Linked DNA regions of Sus scrofa: regions 2, 3 and 4 are each linked to region 1. Evidence: chromatin contacts called from public Hi-C and HiChIP or PLAC-seq data. All regions are on one chromosome and are shown on one strand. Each heading gives the region's core, a stretch centred on a gene start, on an enhancer-like site or on the middle of the called end of the contact. The rest is flanking DNA. Distances are from core to core; before and after follow the strand shown. Region 1 holds the start of PLA1A (phospholipase A1 member A). Region 2 holds the start of MAATS1 (cilia- and flagella-associated protein 91). Region 3 holds the start of COX17 (COX17 cytochrome c oxidase assembly homolog). Region 4 holds the start of POPDC2 (popeye domain containing 2).

The links. Hi-C and Micro-C count contacts between places; a contact is called where the count stands out from the background. HiChIP or PLAC-seq counts read pairs in DNA pulled down with a chosen protein or histone mark.
Region 2: a Hi-C map of liver shows a contact between it and region 1, with 3 times the contacts expected there. The contact joins the promoter of MAATS1 here to the promoter of PLA1A in region 1. A contact is called at or near these places in 2 of 5 promoter capture datasets (fetal liver and liver), 2 of 47 Hi-C or Micro-C datasets (fetal liver and liver) and 1 of 2 datasets of contacts at active chromatin or transcription factors (skeletal muscle).
Region 3: a Hi-C map of omental adipose tissue shows a contact between it and region 1, with 1.6 times the contacts expected there. The contact joins the promoter of COX17 here to the promoter of PLA1A in region 1. A contact is called at or near these places in 1 of 5 promoter capture datasets (fetal liver), 10 of 47 Hi-C or Micro-C datasets (fetal liver, heart right ventricle, liver and 4 more) and 2 of 2 datasets of contacts at active chromatin or transcription factors (alveolar macrophages and skeletal muscle).
Region 4: a contact with region 1 is called in an H3K27ac HiChIP or PLAC-seq map of skeletal muscle. The contact joins the promoter of POPDC2 here to the promoter of PLA1A in region 1. A contact is called at or near these places in 6 of 47 Hi-C or Micro-C datasets (heart right ventricle, retroperitoneal adipose tissue and skeletal muscle) and 2 of 2 datasets of contacts at active chromatin or transcription factors (alveolar macrophages and skeletal muscle).

The regions. Positions count from the first base shown.
Region 1 is chr13:140,664,668-140,667,715 of Sscrofa11.1, forward strand. It overlaps PLA1A (phospholipase A1 member A), which reads right to left and starts at 1,397. Exons shown (of 11, transcript XM_003483312.4): 1 at 1,132-1,397. The coding sequence starts at 1,204. It also overlaps a transcript of ADPRH not described here.
Region 2 is chr13:140,565,371-140,568,418 of Sscrofa11.1, forward strand. MAATS1 (cilia- and flagella-associated protein 91) reads right to left here and starts at 1,606. Exons shown (of 18, transcript XM_003132654.4): 1 at 1,337-1,606. The coding sequence starts at 1,460.
Region 3 is chr13:140,582,877-140,585,924 of Sscrofa11.1, forward strand. It overlaps COX17 (COX17 cytochrome c oxidase assembly homolog), which reads left to right and starts at 1,410. Exons shown (of 3, transcript NM_001348525.1): 1 at 1,410-1,661. The coding sequence starts at 1,555.
Region 4 is chr13:140,600,196-140,603,243 of Sscrofa11.1, forward strand. It overlaps POPDC2 (popeye domain containing 2), which reads left to right and starts at 1,437. Exons shown (of 4, transcript NM_001144114.1): 1 at 1,437-2,332. The coding sequence starts at 1,842.

The DNA of each region.
Region 1 (3,048 bases), core at 147-2,646:
AAGAATTAAGACAAAATGTACTGCCACTTTTCCTATAAGATTGATAACATGAAAAGATTTGATAATACAAAGTTTTGGTGGAGAGAAAGGCAAACTTCTTTACAGGGCAATTTTTCTCACATCTATCAAAAATGTGTAAGAAATAAATCCTTTTAGATCCAGTATATAGTGTACAAACAGCCATCACATAAAACAAGATATAGGGTCATTTTACACACACATGCAAATACACAAGCTAGGAGAAAGCACACATGAAGCTAAGGAGCACCTTTCAACGCCACCTGTTGATGCAGGTGAATACACTTATGCAAGCTGAACTTTGGAACAGACGCCTGAAGTTTTGCAAGGGAGGCATGAATCATAAGACGTCTAGGAAGATGTGAAGAGCAGAAATGAACCAAAAGGTAGTGTGAGCAACTCTGCGCAGAAGGAATGACACATTCTAAAGCTGGTGATTGAGAACTGAGTCTTGTGAAGGTAACAGAAAAGCAGTCTGCTGTTGGGGGGAGATGGAAGGGAGTTTTCCAAGGGTGATGCCATTGCTGGGTGGAGGAGATCTTTACTCCTCTGACATTCTCTAGCCACAAGGAGGGTGTAGATTTGCTATACGCAAATGGCATGTGAGGGAAATTGTGCTAAAGGTCATTGCTTATCTGTGGTTAACAAGACTAGTTATCATAGTCCTGCCAGGTGGGAGACACACCTGAACTCGAGTTGGGTTGGCAAGATTAGAAAGGACCTCTGATAATCTCAATGACAAAACTGGAAATTTCTAATTTTGAAATTAACTCTATTTTTAGAACAGTGGATATTTATAGGGAGGAAATGAATTACATTTTGGAATTAATAAAATGTTATTTCCTTCTCCTCTTCCTGGCTTGTACAAGGTGAAAAGGAGTAATTCAGATTTTAGAAAAATGAGTAAAACTACTAGAGGAAGTTCATTTTCTTTGTGACTTGAGAAACTGCCATCATTCCTGTTATGATTGTAGGTTTTTTTCTCCGTCTTTTAAATTCATCTCAGGAGAGGGCTTTTAGGGGACGTTCCAAAGGTTAGTGCTGCATAAATAGATAGTTTAAAAAATAGAATTATTAAAGAAGTTTTACCCGAGGTTCCAACCCCCAGCTTACCTGTAGTTCCAACACTGAACCACAGAAGGAGTCCCCATGACCAGAAGCATCTTTCGCAGAGGCCTGAGGGCATTGCTGAGCTGGAAGACTCAGAGCTGGGGTGAAGCCGACCACTAATGCCAAAGAGATCCCATAACCCAGCCTCTCACAGTTTCGAATACCAAACATCCACTTGGGTCTCACTAATCATTAACTGGCCTCATGACCTGTAAAAGAAAAGTAAACTCTCCCTACCAGTTTAACTTCCACAAATTTTGTTTCTTTTTCTTAATGAAAATAAACATACTTTTCTTTCTCTCTCTTTTTTTTTTTTTTTTTTTTAAAGCAGGGGACATTGAAACACATTGTCCTTCCTCTCTGAGCCAAACACTATCAGGAAACTACTTCCTGCACCTCTCCTACTTCCCATTATAAAATGTTAGTAAAAACCAAGGCAGAAGTCTTTCATCTCTAGGGGATCACAAAACCCTTGTTGTACAGGAATCATCTGTGGAGTGTTTGCCTCTGTAGGAGTGGCTGAGGGCAGAGACTTTCTGTTTTCATTTTTTAATTCCCAGAGCCCAGCACAGAGCTGAGCCAACAACACGTTTCATGTATACTCGGGGAAAAAATGGAAGATCAGTCAGCTTCTGAGAGTATTATCTTCTCATAGAATCTTGGGGCTAAAAGTACAGTCCAACCTCTAAGGAGATGTTTAACTTCTTGAGTTCACAGATGAAGAAACCAAGAAATAAAGAACGAACATGACCTATGGAGAAGTGGCAGGGCTGAAGAACCAGGGTGTTTCCCATGTACCTCATGGCCTGTTCATCCAAAATGATGGCAGAAGCCACAGAACACTAGTTCTACGCAGGTGAGGGAGAAGGGGAGGCACTGTACTTGCCCAGCACTCTTTAAATTTTAGCACATTGCTGTGAGGCAGAGACCCTACCAGCAGGGCAGTATGGAACTTTTGGGTCAATAGCTCATGAGAGGAGTACTATAGACATACAGCTTCAGGGCATAGAGGGGTTAAGTACCTTGCGAAGATTCATGCAGAATTGGGATTCGAAGCATGACAAGCTCTGAACCACTGTACCAGGCTGTGCCAGGCCTGTCCAAGATGGGGATAAAATGATTTTGGAGGGGCCAGCCCTTGCCTCCCCTCGTGCACATGATCCCACTGCTAGGCACTGCTGCCACCAGGAAGGAGAGTGGCAACACACAGGGCACTATTGGAGGCTGTTCTGCTGTCACACACCAAGTCAGGTACAGAGTTCCAGGTCTTGAGAGAAAAGATGCCAGGAAGGGACTAGACATGCAAAAGATTTATTAGGGATAATATCTGTGAAGAATAAAAGGGGGAGCAGAAGATGGCAGAGAGAGACTTTAGACCCTGAAAAGCATGGGAGAAGGAAAGAAGATTGCACAGGAAGTGTCAGAATTCCTCAGCCAGGGCACTGGGGAAGCCTCAAGCTGAAATTTCCCCTTAAAGCAGCTAGGTCCCATGCAAATGAGCTGCATTAGCACCCCCACTCTGCTCAGTCATTAGCTGAGGGCAGCCTCAGCACAAAGACAAGAGTAGATCCAGAGGGCAGCAACTGGGACTATCAATTAGGTTTCCAACAGGAGGTGACCAATGACTGCATCCTCCTGGTCATCCCACCCTGCCAGAGCTGGCTCACCAGGCCAGTCATTCCAGTTATACTCAGGCAGAGCTCCCCGTGCAGCATCAACACACTTGACATTTAGAGCATGCCCTCCTTGTCATATTCATCATCTGGTACAGTGCTCTCCATGTGGGGTTGGAGTGGTTCTAGGCAGGCCCACCTGCTTCAGAATCATCTAGGGGCTTGGGGCAGACTGCTGGGCCCAACCCAGACATACCTAATGAGAACCTTTGCAGCTGGCCTCAGGACTATGCAGTTCCAGCAGGCT
Region 2 (3,048 bases), core at 356-2,855, 99 kb before region 1:
TCCGACTAGGAACCATGAGGTTGAGGATTCGATCCCTGCCCTTGCTCAGTGGGTTGACGATCCGGCGTTGCCGTGAGCTGTGGTGTAGGTTGCAGACGTGGCTCGGATCCCACGTTGCTGTGGCTCTGGCGTAGGCTGATGGCTACAGCTCGGATTAGACCCCTAGCCTGGGAACCTCCATATGCCGTGGGAGCGGCCCAAGAAATGGCAAGAAGACAAAAATAAATAAATAGATAAATAAACTGGGGCTTTACTGGCCCAAAGGACCTAGTGGACATAGTTTATAAACAATACTTTAATGGTTAAGAATAAGCTTGAAGAAAAGAGAAAGCTAAAAACAAAGATGAAATAAACTGGCCCTTCCTTACCTAGATGCCAAATTTGGAAGAGGCCAGAGAATGAGAACTGGAAGGGCATTTTATGCAGTTTGAATGTGGGAGTGTTGAGTCAGTCTCTGAAACCAAGCAGGATGCTATAGGGCTCCTTGATGGATACAAATCCTTTGTGTGCCCCCAACCCCCCCCTCCTTCTTGTTTGTAGGAAATAGGCTTCATATAGCCTCCTTGACCTTACCTGAGTTTCAAAGAGCAGATTCAAACAGTGGATAATGAGAAAGGAGGGGATGCAGAGACAAGTCAGGAGAAGTCAAGAAACACTACTGCAGCCTTGGGGCAAGATCCTGGTTCCTCCTCAAGAAATATACAGAACATTATCTTTGAGCTCTTCTGCAGAACTAAGGCCCCCACCCAGGTGATCCAGATGGCAATTTCAACACAAGATGGCTGAAGCATCCCTCTGTGACCTCAGGAAAAAAAGTCACATACCCTTCAGCCTTCACCCTAAATATTGCTATTGAAAACTTTTTCCCCAAAACCATCAGGGATTTCGGGGGGGTTTGAACCAAGCCACTCTTGCTTGGCCCTACAGTAAACCTTTTTCTTTTGGTTTGTTTGACCTCACTGTGAGTGGAGCACCCAAACTTTCTTCAGTAACATTTCCAAGTATGCAAATCATTGGGTACTGTATGGGATACCAAAACTCCAGTAACGGGTTTCAGAAAGATTGCTTTGGGCTGTGCAAATTATCAAGAAAAGCGGGTGAAGAAGAGTCAGGTGTTCCCTACCCCTGCTCCAAGACGCAGCTCACCTGAGTCTTCAGAGATGCCCTAGAGTGCACCACCCAGAGGGCTTGGAGCTGCCCATCCAAGACAAGACAAGGGATCTGTCCTGAGGCCAGTCTTTCCTCCGCTGAGCCTCCTGGCCAGGTCCCACCATCTTCAAAGCCCATCTGTCCCAGGAGTCTACAACTCAGGAGGGAGATCTGGAGCCGCCCTTACCATACAGGAAATCATACGTTCGACTAGCGGAGACGTTGCCCCAGGTCCCCGACTTCCCTCTGCACTGGGTTTGAGACATCTGAGGTTTGGCCTGGGGCTCGGTGATGGTCACAACATGACTCATGGTGCCGGCTCTGCCCTGCAGTCAGCCAGGACCAACTTGAGAGACCTAGCTGTTGTGTGGACAGTAGCTATGGTAACCCCCTGGAAGAGCGGAAACGAAGGGCGGAGCGAGGACAGCACGCAAGCGGAGAAGGGAAGAGCGGAACTAGCATGAGAGGGGAGGAGCCGAGTGACAAGGACGGGGCGGGACGAGGGTCAGGAAAGGCGGGCTGGATGAAGAACCTGGGCGGGGCTAGTGAAGGGAGGGGCGCGGGGCTGGCGACCGGGAGGAAGACGGGGGGATTGCAGGAAGGCGTGGGGCGTGGCGCAGGGGCGGGAGGACAGGAAGTGTGCAGAGGGAAGGAGCGGGAGGGGTGGAGAAAGGGGTTGGGAGGAAAGGACAGCACTCAGAAGGAAAAAGGGGAAAGTAGTAGGCCGGGGGAGGATCTGCTACACTGCCCGCTTCATTCCAGAGGCCAAGCCTTGAGTTTTCAGTTGTACATCCAGGATCAATGCGCGGGGCCCGCAGGCTGGGGAAAAGGCTACTGCTCAAATCCAGCAGTGATTTGCCGGTTTCACTCCGCGACCTCTTTCGGAAATCCCTGGGAAATCTCAGAAAAAAATAGTCGGGGGCTTTCCTTTCGGACATCCCCTTTCCGCGGGGCTTTTTCTGCTAGCTGAGAAAGCTCCTAAACGTTGGACTTTGACACTCTATGAACCCTTGCCCTGGGAATCAGGATTTGGGGTGGGGTGGGTAGTTAGTAACTGTTGATCTGCATTCTGCTACCCCTTTCTGAGCCCTGGGCACTAATTAAATCAGCCGAAGATGATGTGGTGTATTCCGCACTGACTTGCTTTTTAAAACTACTTATTATGGAAATGTCTGTTTTTGTTTTTGTTTCAGGGCCGCAACAGCGGCATATGGAGGTTCCCAGGCTAGGGGTCCAATCCGAGCTACAGCCACGCCTATGCCTATGCCACAGCCACGCAGGATCCAAGCAGGGTCTGCTATCTACACCACAGCTCACAGCAACACCTGATCCTCAACCCACTGAGAGAGGCCAGGGATCAAACAGCAACCTCATGGTTACTAGTCGGATTCGCTGCATCACAACAGGACTCTGGAAATGTCTTAACATAGGCAAGAGTGAATCCACTTTTAGTAATGAGCTGGCGCTAATCATCACGGAGTAAATAATTATCAAGAATTTGCCAGTCCAGTTTCACCTGTCTACTATCTCCTTTTGCTTGAGCATTTTCAAATCCCAGACATTATTTTACCCTTAATCTGCATCTCAAACTGATACAGATTTTTAACATAATTGCCATTATCAAATCTAACAAAATTAATAATTCCTTTATATTTAAAATTTAGTATATATTCAAATTTCCCTGATTGAGTCCAAGATTTTTTTTTCTGATCAAAAGATCTAAAAAATTCTTTACACTTTATTTTGGTATCTCAGGATTTTCATCTAGAACAGTGAATTTCTAATATCTTCAACAATTTCCTTCTTACCTGGGATTCTTCTATAAAAAGAACTTTCTGGGCATTCCCAGTTGTTGCTCAGCAGGTTAAGAACCTGACTAGTATGCACGAGGACATAGGT
Region 3 (3,048 bases), core at 160-2,659, 82 kb before region 1:
ACACACCTCAGGATTCTGAGCTGAATCTCTGGAATACAGAAACAAACCTTAGTGTTAGGCTGCATCCCGCAGGTCTGCAAGCCCTGTGCCTACCCAGCTTCATGACTGAAGAGCCCAGAGTCAGTGACAGAGACATGGATGGTTTAATGGCCAGGGGGTTCTTACATGTCTGACAGGACATGGTAAAGTCTCTGCTCCTGGAGGGGAAGGGGAGATTGCCAGTTACAGTGGGAATTGACATCAGGTTGGCACATGAGTTACCAGGGAGACCAGCAGAGAGGCACTGCCCTCACCGCTCTTTAGATAAGAACAATCTCATTGCTGGGGCCTGGGACAAATATGTAGAAAGGTCAATCATGCACTTAGGGGTTGGTGGAGCAGGAAATGGTGGAGCAGGGAATGTACAAAGAGCAAGAAAACAGCCATCTTGAGGGGCAATACCATTGGCTGGTTTAGGTGATAAGCAATGTTTGATTAACCAAAGTGCGTATCCCTAGACAGCTATTTTAACAATGCCTGGAAGTCCTGCTTTAAAAAATAAGTTCATCCTTCCTCAAACAATTCTCTGCAGGAAAAAAACTTAATGGTTATGTCCATTCTATTGCAAATACTGTCTAAGTTTACTTATTTACCTAGATGGATAGGTATTAACTGAATTTGAGGAATGACAATGAAAAGGCATTTTAAAATTTTACTAACCAATATATTTGCCCTATGATTGGCAATTCATATGGAAATCAATTCAGTTGGAGAGGGAGCTATAAACACTAACTAGCTGAGGATTTAAAGCGTGTGGGTGAGGTAAGGTTCCCAGGCTAGGGGTCTAATCGGAGACACAGCTGCTGCCAGCTTATGCCACAGCCACATCAACACCTGATCTGAGCCCTGTCTGTGACCTACACCACAGCTCAGGGCAACGCTGGATCCTTAAACCACTGAACGAGGCCAGGGATAGAACCCGAAACCTCATGGTTCCTAGTCTGATTCGTTTGCGCTGACCACTAGGGAACTCCTTTGCTACTCACTTTTAACTAGAGCGGTGAAGTGGGGTGGTGAAGGCAGTAAGGCAGATAATGGCAAGCATAAGATGCCGGGCGCTAAGTCTGTTACTCAAGAGGAATTGGCTTTCACTAGTGTTTTTTTTTTTTTTCTGTAGCATAGACAGGTCATTTCACCTTCTTGAGTTTCAGTTTTCGACTTCGAGCTGGGTGTATGGTTGAGAGCTCTCCGAGTTGCCTTACGGGTCTCCTCATTTGTGGGTCCTCTCAATGCTGGTCTACAAACATCGCTGCACTTTACCTGGGCTCTCTGCACCTGCGCGGAAAAGGCGCCCTAGCACTAAGGCCATCATTCGGCCTCTTCTGCGCACGCGCGTGCCCTTTAAAACATTTTTCCTCTTTACCTCCTCCCTTCCTCCCAGTTCGTCAGAGTGAGAGGCAGGACTTCCTGTTCTGTTTTGGAGCGACTGCCGGAAATAACTGCGGGCGAATCGGCGTGTCCGGAGGCCGGTAGAGTTTGGGGTGGCAGAGCTAATTGCAGCTTTCGGCGCGAAAAATGCCGGGTCTGGCGGCCGCAATCCCTGCCCCGCCTGAATCGCAGGAGAAGAAGCCGCTGAAGCCCTGCTGCGCCTGCCCGGAGACCAAGAAAGCGCGCGATGCGTGGTCAGTGCGCAGCCGGGGAGGGGGCGGCGGGGCAGGCTCCGTGCACTGCCTTCGGGTGCCGCTGCCCGGACTAGGGCTGGTCGTGGCCCTCACTTTGCCGCGGGGCTCTCTTGAGGGTTATAGACCTGGGTAGGCTTCGCAGTCAGCTGTCTGTAGACTGAGCTCGTAGCTTACCCTGGGGAAAAGGTTGAAGGGATCAGAGAGAGGTCAGATTGACCCGCCGCGCTCAATCCAGGCATTCCTTCCTACAAAAGGTTTTTCATCAGCTGTTATGGGTCAAACATTGCTTTAGGACCGAAGGCTTGTAAACGGATGGATGCTACTTGATTTAAAGAAACACAGGAGTTCCCGTGGTGGCTCACCGGATTAAGAACCCGACCAGCAGCCATAAGGATGCAGTTTCGATCCCTGGTCTGTTCAGTGGGTAAAGGAGCCGGCCCTGCAAACTGCAGGGTAGGTCGGTCGCAGATGCCAATGGGATCTGTGTGGCTGTGGCTGCGGTGTAGGCCGGCATATGCAGCTCTGATTCAGCCCCTAGCCTGGGAACTTCCATATGTCCCAGGTGCGGCCCTTAAAAAAAAGTAAAGGGAAACAGTTAATGGAAACGTTTTTCAATGATTGCTCTACTATGGTTTATGGGCCATGATAGAAGACTTGGCAAAATCAGAGTTCCCTTGTGGTGAGAGGGGTTAAGGATCCCACGTGGTCTCAGCAGCGACTGCCGTGGGGCGGGTTCGATCTCTTTTCGGGAAGTTGCACATAGTTCCCCCGCGGCCAAGAAAAAAAGATTTATCAAGATCAAAGAGTAAAAGTTTTCCGGTTTTCTGGTAATTTCTCCCCGAATTTAGTCATAGTAGGGTACAAGGTACATTTCTTAACGGTACAGAAAATCCCCTAAACTCTTCCCCCCACCGTTTTAGGTAGATAATTTAAAAATCAACTAGGCTATAACATATGTGACACTGTAGTGTTCAGAATTGTTTATCTAAATTACCATCAACCTGCAAAAGGTTTTCATTTCTTCTTACTGTATACAGCCTCTGTTGTGGAACAAATCTCAGAAGGAATCTTCAGATAATGTGAATGTACACCTCTCCCTCCAGTCCCTTTTTGTCCTCACATAAAAAGTAAAGAAATCATAAGTGACATAGTGGGAAAATATGAGTGGTAGGAGCCAAGTGCTTTTTGTTAATATCCACTACTGTGCACATAATACTGTTAAGGGAGATTCAAAAGACTACGATCAGATACTATGCTTCCACATTAACTGTTAAGTGCTTATTGAACCTTCAGACCATATGATATTATGATGGAGCCTGGGATCTAGTGTCAAGGTTTGAATCCTGGGGCGTCAACTCTGTTACCTTGATCGAATTATTTAACATCG
Region 4 (3,048 bases), core at 187-2,686, 64 kb before region 1:
CCTTCCAGGTGGCCACCTCTCCTTAAACTTGACTCAGTTGCGGTGCTTTCCACACTGAACTGCCATTGTTTCTCAAGTATCTATATTTCTCTTGAGAGGTGAAATCTCTTGGGAATCTTCAGTTCTTTAAGTGCTTGGCTCATAGTAGACACTCAATATGTGTTGAGTTGAAAACTTCTACTCCTCAGCATGTTTGGCAATTCCTAATTTCTCACTAATTTTAGTCCAGTTACCAGAGGTATAATAAAGGTCCCTATGGATTGAGCTCTTGAATAGTTCTAGTAGGTTACTGGGTGCCCCCCCCCCCACTTCCCGTGGTACCTCAGTGGCTGTAGGAATAATGATAGTAAGTGCTAACCAGCAGTGAGGAAAAAAAAAAAAAAATCCAAGAGTTACTTGGAAGCTAGATTAGTGTTTGCCTATTCCAGACTTACTTCTTGGTGACCCACGGTAGACCCCAGGTTGATCTAGAAGGTCCCAGACGTCCTCAGACTTCCTGGGGAGAGTAGAGTTGGGAGTCATGGCTCTAGTCCTGTCTTCCCATGCACTGTGCAAACTATTTGGGACACAGCAGTAAAGTCTGACAGGAACAAATCCTATCTCTGTCACTTACTACCTGTGGGAACTTGTTACTTCTCTAAACCTCAGTTTCTTTCAGATCTAGAAAGAAGATAATATTTATTTGGAAGGGTCGTGTGATGACTAAATCACATGTATGTAAAGTACCTCATCTAGGTCTGGCATTTTTGGGGTTTAACAGGTAATGGTTATTATTATTTGCCAGTCCTGGAGTGGGTAGAGTGATAGTCTGAACAATGTATTAACATTGTATTAACTATTACTAGATCCAGATACATGCAGGAGAAGGTCAGAATTCAAAAGGCTGCTTTGCACACCTATTTTTTGTTCAATGGATGTCAAATAAATGCCCACGGATATTTCCAATATGACTTAATAGAGGTCTTCAAGGGGTTTTCCAGTTCTCATTGTTAGGATTTTTTCTGATAATAGTCCCATACTTTCCTACCTTGATGTGTCCTTCTGCCTCAGGAGAGCCCCCGGCCCTCCCCGCAGGGGTCTCTGGACAGTGTTCTGCCTGAGATGTGGCAGTAAATTCTGTACTCACTTTTCTTTGTCCACCCCCAGGCTCCCCACCCCACCCCCACCCTCCCTCCTTCACCACTCCTCCAAACCCCTCTATGATGCCATCCCCCCTGCCCCCCTCTCTGGCCCCAGGTCTTATCTTGTCCTCTGGGGAGGTATGCTAAGCGCTCTGCCAGCCTGCCTGTGTGCCTGGCCTGTTTTTTCTCACTGCCAGTACCTCTTGGATTCCAATTCCAAACATGGTATCTGTCTGGGGTCACCCTTTCTTCCGGTGCCAAGAGAGACGCATTCCAAATGGAGCACAAATGTGCCTCCCGTGCTGGGCTCTCCTCATTCTGTTTGGGGACAACAGAGAGCAGGACGTGGCTGTTTGATTATCCCTCACTGCTGAAGCTCTCAGTCCCACAGTCATATTGTTTCCTCGGGACAGTTTGGGTTTCCTGCCAAGAGCCAAATGTGAAGAGACCGTCCTAAGAAACCTGGAGCAGAGGAAGCTCCCCGGAGCTCTGCGGGAGAGACTTGCTGAGGGCCAGACGGAGGAAAGAAAGGCTTTCAGTTCTCCAGGAAGTGTACTATGTTCTGCCATTCATTCCTGAAGCCACCGGAAGCATTCCTCCCAGGAAAAGTTGAGTTGGTGGGTTGTAGCTGGAGGTGAGAAGGCATCCAGAGGACAGGTTAAACCATTTCCTGAATTTCGCATGTGGGCACAGGCTTAGAGCCTTCGAGGCGCCCCGAAGATGAGCAGCAACAGCAGCGCGGTGGGCCAGCTCCTCTGGCGTGGGCTGCCGTGTGTCGGCTGGAGGCAGGATCTGCAAGGGGCTGTCTACCACCTGGCCAACTGCTTCTTGCTCCTGGGCTTCATGGGGGGCAGCGGGATGTATGGGTGCTTCTACCTCTTTGGCTTCCTGGGCACGGGCTACCTGTGCTGTGTGCTGTGGGGCTGGTTCGACGCCTGTGGCCTGGACATCGTCCTCTGGAGCGTCCTGCTGGCGATGGCCTGCGTGCTCCAGCTGGCACATCTGGTGTACCGCCTGCGTGAGGACAGCCTCCCTGAGGAGTTCGAGCTCCTCTACAAGACACTGTGCCTGCCCCTGCAGGTGCCTCTACATGCCTACAAGGAGATGGTTCGCTGCTGTCAGGAGCAGGTCTCCACTCTGGCCACGGAGCAGACCTACGCTGTGGAGGGTGAGACACCCATCGACCGTCTGTCCCTGCTGCTCTCTGGCCGGTAAGTCACTGTCCAGTGCTTCTTCCTCATGCCCATGCTTCCCATTTCCTAATGCGTCCCTTTCCATGTCATGTCCCCGTCCACTGAGGAAGGATGTGGCAAGTCAAACTAACCAAAATAGCATGTGCTTGCTTCCCCTTTCTTAGCATTTTCCATGAGAAAAGTACCTCATGGGGCATCTTAGTTGGCAGAAAGGATTGCGTGTGCACTTGCTGCTGGGAGGAGTGGGGTGTTTCTTGAGCTTGGATCTGAAGTGACCACACACACACACACACACACACACACACACACACACCACTGCGTCATGCCTAAATTACAGCAATATCTCTGTAAACTTTAGAAAACCGTATGTTTCAATAAGATTAATTTGTTCCTCTACATGCATTCAACATTTGCTAAATGCCAACTATGTGCAGGGAAGAGTACCAAAACAGAGGAGGTTTCCTGTAACCCCAGGGCATCAAGGATATTGGGGAATATACTATACAGACTCTATGGTAAAGCCATTCTATATACACCCAGGCATGGAGCAGGAATAGCTCTTGTCCATTTTTCCATTCCCAATTGTTCCATTGATATTCTTACAGACCAAGACATCAAGCACTGTAAATTTGAGGGCCAGACAGTGAGGGATGGGTAGTAATGCCCACATGTGTCTCCTTGAACACAGGGCGGAGACACCTGGCTGACACCTTTTGAGGAGGCTGACAGTCATG